Regions from separate parts of the Sus scrofa genome. Here all the other regions are linked to region 3. The links are chromatin contacts, called in public Hi-C and HiChIP or PLAC-seq maps. All regions are on one chromosome and are shown on one strand. Each heading gives the region's core, a stretch centred on a gene start, on an enhancer-like site or on the middle of the called end of the contact. The rest is flanking DNA. Distances are from core to core; before and after follow the strand shown. Region 1 holds the start of LPL (lipoprotein lipase). Region 2 holds the start of LOC100158108 (zinc finger protein 510-like). Region 3 has its middle 45 kb from the start of SLC18A1.

The links. Hi-C and Micro-C count contacts between places; a contact is called where the count stands out from the background. HiChIP or PLAC-seq counts read pairs in DNA pulled down with a chosen protein or histone mark.
Region 1: a contact with region 3 is called in an H3K27ac HiChIP or PLAC-seq map of skeletal muscle. The contact joins the promoter of LPL here to the enhancer-like site in region 3. A contact is called at or near these places in 14 of 47 Hi-C or Micro-C datasets (alveolar macrophages, embryonic fibroblasts, heart right ventricle and 7 more) and 2 of 2 datasets of contacts at active chromatin or transcription factors (alveolar macrophages and skeletal muscle).
Region 2: a contact with region 3 is called in a Hi-C map of skeletal muscle, with 2.4 times the contacts expected there. The contact joins the promoter of LOC100158108 here to the enhancer-like site in region 3. A contact is called at or near these places in 15 of 47 Hi-C or Micro-C datasets (alveolar macrophages, embryonic fibroblasts, epiblast stem cells and 10 more) and 2 of 2 datasets of contacts at active chromatin or transcription factors (alveolar macrophages and skeletal muscle).

Annotation. Positions count from the first base shown.
Region 1 is chr14:4,103,501-4,106,287 of Sscrofa11.1, reverse strand. It overlaps LPL (lipoprotein lipase), which reads right to left and starts at 1,474. Exons shown (of 10, transcript NM_214286.1): 1 at 1,241-1,474. The coding sequence starts at 1,328.
Region 2 is chr14:4,048,986-4,051,685 of Sscrofa11.1, reverse strand. It overlaps LOC100158108 (zinc finger protein 510-like), which reads left to right and starts at 1,428. Exons shown (of 8, transcript XM_021072630.1): 1 at 1,428-1,967; 2 at 2,071-2,215.
Region 3 is chr14:4,232,921-4,235,784 of Sscrofa11.1, reverse strand. No RefSeq gene overlaps it. Among named protein-coding and RNA genes, the nearest start is that of SLC18A1, 45 kb to the left of the region's middle. Within about 2 kb of position 1,459, at least 9 of the 83 cell types and tissues checked have an H3K27ac peak or open chromatin away from gene starts, as enhancers often do. A contact at or near this core is called in skeletal muscle, where this site is marked.

The sequences.
Region 1 (2,787 bases), core at 225-2,724, 130 kb after region 3:
CTATAGCTTGAATCACTGAGGACGTGCAGCCTAAAAGCACATCCAGGGGACACCGCCCAAACTGTAAATCCACCAAGAAAGAGAAAAGAAAACGTTGCCTCTTTTAATGACTTGCTTCAGTGGCCTTTTAGTTGCTGCTGTGCGTTAACTGAACCAAGGTTCAAGTTACACAGGCTGCCTCTACTGTAGGCAGGTCTGGGGATGGGCGCGCTTCTTCCCAGCAATAAAGAAATTCAGATCTAGCTTGGCTGGTCGCCTTAACCCTGGTGAGTGGCAGCGCCCGAGCGGTAACTAGGGTTCAACCAGTGGCCTCCCTGCGGCGTCCAAGAAGCCCCACGTGCTCGCAACCGCACCGCGGGGCAAGGCGCCCGGAGGCAGGCTCAGCCCGGAGGACAGTAACGGCAGCCAAGCGCAAACCTGGCATCCTCCAAGTCAGCGGCCACAGAAGGCTAGTCGCTCTGCCACGTTTTCAGGAGGTTCAACCCTTCTTCGTTGGGCGCTAAGAAACACCGAGCGTGCCAGAGTGGAGGCTGGAACAGCTTCCCCAGCGCCGTTAAGCGTGCGGGACGCCGCGTCCCCGGGATGCCGGGTCCTCCCCCCACCCCGCGGCCAGCCCCTGCCCTCCCGGCCCCCTAGTCCTCCCCTCCCACCTTCGCGCGGAGAGCGAGAGTGTCGTGTGCTTCTAAAATGCATTCAACGCCGCTGCCCCCGCTATCCACTCCCCCGCCACCCCGCCGGCTTCTCTAGGAGAAGGGGCCGCTTTCTGCCTGCGCCTTCACGCGCGGGGGCTGAGCTGCGGCCAAGGCCGAACCAGAGTCACCTTGGCGGAGAAGTTACTGCGGGTCACCGCCTTCAGAGCCCTTCCTCCCGCCTACCTTCTCCCGCCCTTCACTCTCTACCGCCTCCCGCCTGCCACCCCGGCCGCCCCATCCTTTCCTATTGAGCACGGGCGCCTGGGAATTCGGCTTCAGCCCGAATGGAGGTGACAGTGCGGGATCGAGAGAGAGAGAGAGAAAGAAAGAAACTGGGAGCCGCCCCAGAGTGATCAGAGGGAGGATTTCCAACGTGCCTCTTCCAGATCCCACCCCGATGATCCTTCCTGGGGCCGGCGTTTGGGCAAGAGGGTCCCAGGTGATCATCGCAGCTCCTTCCTACTTCCTCCTTCCCATCCTCACAACTTGTGCAAGTGGGCCACTGAGCCAATTCCGTAAGTGGAGGAGAGCCTGCGCGCAAAACTTACTGTCCGCGGTGGCCAACCCTTCGCGGGAGACGATCAGACTCTGAAGCCACACGCTCAGAGCCACTAGGAGCAGGGCTTTGCTCTCCATCTGGGGACGCGTTCCTGGGGTAGAAGTTACAGGGCACGGGCGGGAGCGCCGACAGCCCGAGGCGGGAGCAGGCTGGAGCAGCGATCTGTTGCAGGGCAAGTCACCCTTTAAAGAAGAAGCGGGGCAGCCAGAAGTGGCAGCTTTCCCCGGAGGAGGAGGGAGGAGGAGGGGGAGGAATTGAGTCTGACACTGTTTCCACTCTAAGGCTGCTTATATGATTGGAAATATGCAAATAAACCTCATCACCTATTGGCTATAAAATCTTAAGTTGGGGGGAGGGCCCTAAATTCACTTCCAAACATTTGAGCAAACTGTAATGAGGATCAGCCCTGCCAGAGAGAAGAGGGGGAAAGGGCAGAAGGGAAAATTTACTTTCTCATGAAGCCTATTTGCATTTCCTAGGGGGTCTGGCTCTCCTGGACCCTCTATACTAAAAACAGGTTTATATGGGTTTATTTGAATATTTTTTATCACCAGTTTTCCAAGGAAGGGACATTAAGTTGTTAAACCTCCTCCTCTTGTGATGGATCCTTTTGGTAATTTTCAATGTTTTGTTAGGTTAGTTTTTGTTTTTGTTTCCTCCCCCCGCCCCACCAAATACCCCTGGACAATGTCAGTCTTAAGGACCCCTGGACACACAGTTGTTCTGCAGCTTGAATTTACACATCTGGTATTTTAACACTGGCAAAGTGGATTAGCTTATGTAGTTGAGAAAAGCTCTCGCTCTATTTTCTAGCTTTTGCTTCATGCAAATTATACTTAATCCTCAAACTCATTAAGGAATGAAAAGATAGCATTTTATCCTCAGATGTGGACTACTGAGGTCAAATAGCCTAAAATTGTAAAACTGAATTTTTATGCTAAGTGAAAGAAGCTAGTCATGAAAGACCCTTATCCTATGTTTCCATTTATGTAAAATATCCGAATCTTAGAGACAAATCTTAGAGACAGAAAGTAGTGTTGCCTAACGCTGGGGAAAGAGGAGGATAGAGAATGGAGATTTTTGGGGGGAGATGGTGATGAAAATATTCTAAAATTGCATTATGGTGATGGTTATACCACTGTCACTACTCTAAAAAAACATTGACCTGTACATTTTATTTTTTTAATTTTTTATTTATTTTCATTTTGACCACCCGCCAGCATATGTAGTTGCTGGACCAGGGGTCAGATCTGAGCCACAGCCTTGGGACCTAAGCCACAGCTGTGGCAACACTGGATCCTTAACCCATGCCGGGATCGAAACTGTATCCCAGTGCTCCCAAGAGGCAGCAGATCCCACTGCACCACAGCAGCAGTTCCTGACTGTACACTTTAAATGGGTGAAGTTTACAATATGTAAATTATATTTTAATAAAGCTATTTAAAAATATGTATTGAGATACGCAAGTAAAATAATAAAAATAATAAAATCATCTTGGATATTATAATTTGGGTGGCCATGCCCGTGACATGCCTG
Region 2 (2,700 bases), core at 179-2,678, 180 kb after region 3:
ATTCTCAGAGTTCCTGACATGGCTCAGTGGTTAACGAATCCAACTAGAACCATGAGGTTGCGGGTTGGATCCCTGGCCTCGCTCAGTGGGTTAAGCATCCGGCATTGGTGTGAGCTGTGATGTAGGCTGCAGACTCCTCTCGGATCCAGCGTTGCTGTGGCTGTGGCATATGCCAGCAGCTACAGCTCCAATTCGACCCCTAGCTTGGGGACCTCCATATGCCAAGGGTGCGGCCCCAGAAAAGACAAAAAATAAAAATAAAAAATGATGTTACCATTCTTCGTGTGAGTGGGAGCCTTTCTGAGGAAGAGTGCAAAGATATTTAATTATGTATATCCCCTCTGGAGGAATAAGGTCTCTAGCTTTATAGCGGCACTATTGTTTCTTGACTGCTCCTTCTTTGTTTCTTTCTGCCCCTTCCCATTCCTAAATTCCAAAGGGCACATTCAAACAGAAGGGGCCGAGGTAAGACTTGTTTCTAGCAGGGCCCTGCAGGGCTCTGATTGGTTTCAAAACTGCACTGCTGTGAGCTGTGGTGTAGGTTGCAGACAAAGCTGGGATCTGGCATTGCTGTGGCTGTGATGCAGGCCGGCAGCTGTAGCTCCGATTTGACCCCTAGCCTGGGAACCTCCATATGCCGCAGGTGCAGCCCTAAAAAGACAAAAAAAAGAAAAAGAAGAAAAAAGAAAAAGAAAAAAGAAGTTTGATTATGACTAAAGCAGTGAGCTCACTTTTGAGGAAACAAAACAAAACAAAACAAAACACTATTTGTCCTTCACAAAAGAAGCCCACATGTTGCTAAGTAGGTTAATTAGACAGGAAAGTCTATTCGATTAGAAGGACATTTTCTTTCTTTTCTTTTTTTTTTTTTTTTTTTGTCTCTTCAGGGCTGCACCAGCAGCATATGGAGGTTTCCAGGCTAGGAGTCTACTAGGAGCTACAGCCGCCAGCCTACACCACAGCCACAGCAATTCCTGATCTGAGCCGCCTCTGCGACCTACACCACCTCAGATCTTTGACCCACTGAGGGAGGCCAGAGATCAAACCTGCATCCTCATGGTTCCTAGTCGGATTCATTTCCGATGCACCAGGAAGGGAACTCCAGGAGGACATTTTCTTAAGACTAAAAGGCTTTAGTAATTTGGAGAATCTGATTTCAGCCATGAGGTTTCCCAGCTTTGGCCTGAGTCCCCCATATAAGACAGGGATGGAACCGGTCTAAGATCCACAGTGTGGGGACACCCTTGACCCTGGATCTCAGGGCACCCAAGGCCCTGGGATGAGCATTTCTCTAGCATTTCTATCCAGCTGTACTAAACAGTGTACTTGATTCAAAAATCACAGGGGTTGGGGGATGGGGTTGGCAAGGCACCGCGGCAATGCACTCTGCAGCGCCAACAGCCTCCCGGTCTCTAAGACCTCCCTCTGCGCATGTGCAACCTGGGCCCCGCCTCTTCCCTTCCGCCTTCACAAACCTCATCTCTAAATCCTGGCGCCTCTAGGTCTTGGCCAGTGAACTAGGAGCGGGCTCCACTGTGGACCTCGGGTGGCCTGGAGGTTTGCTGAGAGCCCTGTTCTTGTGGCGGAGGCAGAAGCGTGACATCTCGGGACGCCCTCCCACCGGGCGGGACCCCTCAGTGCCCGGGTCTGGCCTGGACCTCGCCAGGGGAAGGTGGGTGGGGGATCCCTGTTGCTGCCCCGTAGTCTGGGGTAGGTGTATCTGAGACCCGTTAGGAGCTAGAGCATGGCTGGTATGGGGACCGCGTGTCCGGCCCTGCCTGCTGCCTTGCGGGGTAACGGGGTCGCAGTGAGAGGAAAAGTTCCACGATAGCGCTGGCGGTGGGTTGGAGGAGAGGGCGGGATGGGGTCTGCGGGGCAGCGCTGCTCTGGGTCCGGCGTTGCTGTGATCATTTCCTGCTGTGTAATCTGTGACCTTCGGCTGAAGAAGTAACCTGCGGGAGAGTAAGGTCAGTGGTCTGAAAAGGAGGCTGTGAATGATATCTGCCTTATGGCGTTTACCTGAGTATTCGATGTGCTGTCTTTTTTTTTTTTTTTTTTTTTCCTTTTCAGCTTCAGCTTGCAGGGGCTCAATATGGAATCTCAGTTCCCAGGCCAGGGATTGGATGGCGGTGGTGAAAGTGCAAAAAAGCCCTAATCACTAGCCCAGCAGGGAGCTCCAGATATGATGTCACACAAGGAGTTAGCAAAGTGCCAGGTACTAACCCCCCAAAAAGTGTTAACTGCTGTTGAATGTAGGTGACCCTTTCTTCTTTTCATGGGGTGGTTTACATAGGCCTCAGGACTCGCTCCTGATATGGGTATAGGCACCTACATTAAACACGCAGAACAGAAATCTCTGAGTCTCAGGATGGTGAGGTGGTCCTGAGTTTGAGAGGGCGGGTGACTTCTCCAGGCTCACCCGGGTTGGGACAGAGCCGGGAGTGGAACAGGACGTTCAGACTGTCCAGGCATCAGAAGAATCTTATTGAGAGTCCCTTTTGAGAAACTGTAACCCACTTAAAAGAAAAAAAGAAAACAATTTGAAAATTGTCCCAGAGCACCCCATATTTTTTTTTCTGGACTTCCTGTGGTTTCTCTTTCTCAAGGAGTAAACACTTTGCCGGGTAAATAGATAAAAAAATGCAGCCTGTGTCTTTTTTCTGCATTCATGTCAATGAAGTAGTGTCATCCTCTGGTGTT
Region 3 (2,864 bases), core at 210-2,709:
GAGGATGTGGGTTTGATCCCTGGCCTCGCTCAGTGGGTTAAGAATCCAGTGTTGCCATGAGCTGAGATGCTGCTTGGATCCCACGATGCTGTGGCTGTGGTGCAGGCCGGTGACTACAGGTCCTGATTCAACCCTAGCCGGGGAACCTCCATAAGCTGCAGGTGTGGCCCTAAAAAGACAAAAGACCAAAAACAAACAAACAAACAAAAACCCTCAACACATATTACTTCTGGCGTGTACATTTTCTAAAATAACTAAGAAACAATGGGAGCAGGTCTGGGCTTCAAAAACAAGGCTTGGTCTGAAGCCCCCTGGGACCCAGGAGAGAGGGTGGTTGCACTTCACTGGACCCCGTTGTCGTCAGTGTGAGACCCACCAGTGTGGGTCTGGTTTGGGGGACAGTGAGCAAGCAGGTCATCAGGTGGGGTGCTTCAGGGCAGGGAGGAGGGGACAAGACTGGCAAGGCGGTGAGGTCAGAGGGCGGAAGATGGTGGCCACGAAGCCAGGGTCTGTGACCTGTCTTCTGTAGGTACCAGAGATCAAAGAATGACAAAGTCAAAGCATGTGGGAAACATGGGCTCAGCTGTCACACAGGATGAACAGGCAGGAAGAGAGGCAGGAAGCAGGTGGTGGACGTTAACCATCATCCGGGCATGTTTCCTCCCTTGCAGAGCATTTGATGTCGCATTTTCAGAGCAGTGTGAGGTGCTGTCTGTTTGGATGGTTTTTATCAACTCTACTCTTTTTTTTTTTTTTTTTTTTTTTTTTTTGCTTTTTACAGCCACACCTGCAGCATATGGAAGTTCCTGGGCTAGAGGTCAAATGGGAACTGCAGCTGCTGGCCTACATCACAGCCACAGCAACACAGGATCCAAGCCACATCTGTGACCTATGCCACAACCTTCAGGAGCACCAGATCCTTAACTCACTGAGTGAGGCCAGGGATCGAACCCACATCCTCATAGAGACTATATTGGGTTCTTAACCTGCTGAGCCACAATGGGAAATCTCTCCACTTCTTCTTCTTCTTCTTTTTTTTTTTTTGTCTTTTTTGCCATTTCTTGCGCTGCTCCCACAGCATATGGAGGTTCCCAGCCTAGGGGCTGAATCGGAGCTGTAGCCGCCAGCTTATGCCACAGCCACAGCCACGTAGGATCTCAGCTGAGTCTGCAGCCTACACCACAGCTCACAGCAATGCCGGACCCTTAACGCACTGATGGAGGCCAGGGGTTGAACCCGCAACCTCATGGTTCCTAGTCGAATTCATTAACCCCTGAGCCACGATGGGAACTCCTCTCCACTCCATTTTTGACTCCTGTCTCCTAGTGCCCGACACTCTTCTGTGGCTTCTGTTCCCCTGACAGCCTCTCCCAGGCTGGCCAGGCTCTGCCGGCATCAGGTTACAGAGCTGGGCACAGCCCTGAGAGCCGGTTCATGCCCTTGTGATAGGATGTAGCCTGTACTGAACGCTACTCTCAACACTTCCAACTCTGACCAGCTACCATCTCAGGTTCAGCACCAAGCGGGGCCAGAGTGAGCTCTAAAAACTGGTTTTTGTCCCCCTGCTCTGCTAGTATCTGCCCAGTGCACTCTAGCAGAGCCTGCCTGCTCTGGCGTTCCCTCGTCCCACAACTGTGTCACTGCACCCAGCCCCTTTCCAAAGAGAGATCCAAGCCTTGCTCAGCAGACCAGCTGTATGTGGAAAAGGCTCCAGGTTTCAAAGCCCAAAAACCCAGCTGTCGGATTTCAGCTCTATGCTGAGGGTGTGATTAACACCTGAGCCAGAGCCATGGGGTCAAATAGGGTCACACATGGGAAGCATGTCGAGTACTTTATTTTTATCATTATCAATTTTTTTTCTTTTTAGGGCCACATCCATGGCATATGGAAGTTCCCAGGCTAGGGGTCGAGTTGGAGCTGCAGCTGCCAGCCTACACCTCAGCCACAGCAATGCAGGATCCGAGCTGCGTCTGTAACTTGCACCACAGCTCATGGTAATGCCAGATCCCCAACCAGCTGAGCGAGGCCAGGGATCAAACCTGTGTCCTCATGGATACCAGGCAGATTTGTTTCCGCTGCACCACAGAGGGATCTCCCATGTTGAGTACTTTAAAGTTCAGCCCGGATGGTAATGAACCTGCAGATGGACATGGCATGAGCCCTGAGAACCTTGCAAAACATCCCTCCCTTCCAGAACATCTTGGTGAGTTTAGCTGGGCCTTCTGGAGGCTGGATTTTAACCCAGAGGAGTGACGATTGTTCCTCTGGGAAGGAGGAGGAAAAGTTCCCAGAACATCAATTCTCAGCACCAGCTGGAGTTCACAGAGGTCAGGCATCTGAACATCCGAAGTTTGCTCTAGAACACAAGGACCAGGAAGGAGGAAAACTGAGCTAATCACTGGAAACCCCTTGACCAGACACAGCAAGTCCTGCAGTGACAATGCTGGATCCTCAACCTGCTGCATGGCAATAGAGCTGCCTAGACGCACCCGCTCTTAACTTGCCTGGGGATTTTTTTTTTTTTTTTTTTTTTTTTTTTTTTTTTTTTTTTTGCTTTTTAGGGCCACACCCGTGGCATATGGAAGTTCCCAGGCTAGGGGTAGAATTGGAGCTACAGCTGCTGGCCTACACCACAGCCACAGCAACACAGGATCTGAGCCACGTGTGACCTACACAGAACTCACAGCAACGCCAGATCCTTAACCCACTGAGCAAGGCCAGGGATTGAACCTGTGTCCTCATGGATACCAATCGGGTTAGTCACCGCTGAGCCACAATGGGAAATCCGTCTTACTCATTCTTTAGCCCGAGGAATATGACCAACCCTGACTCTGGGACGGAGGTGCTGGGAGAATAATAGCAAA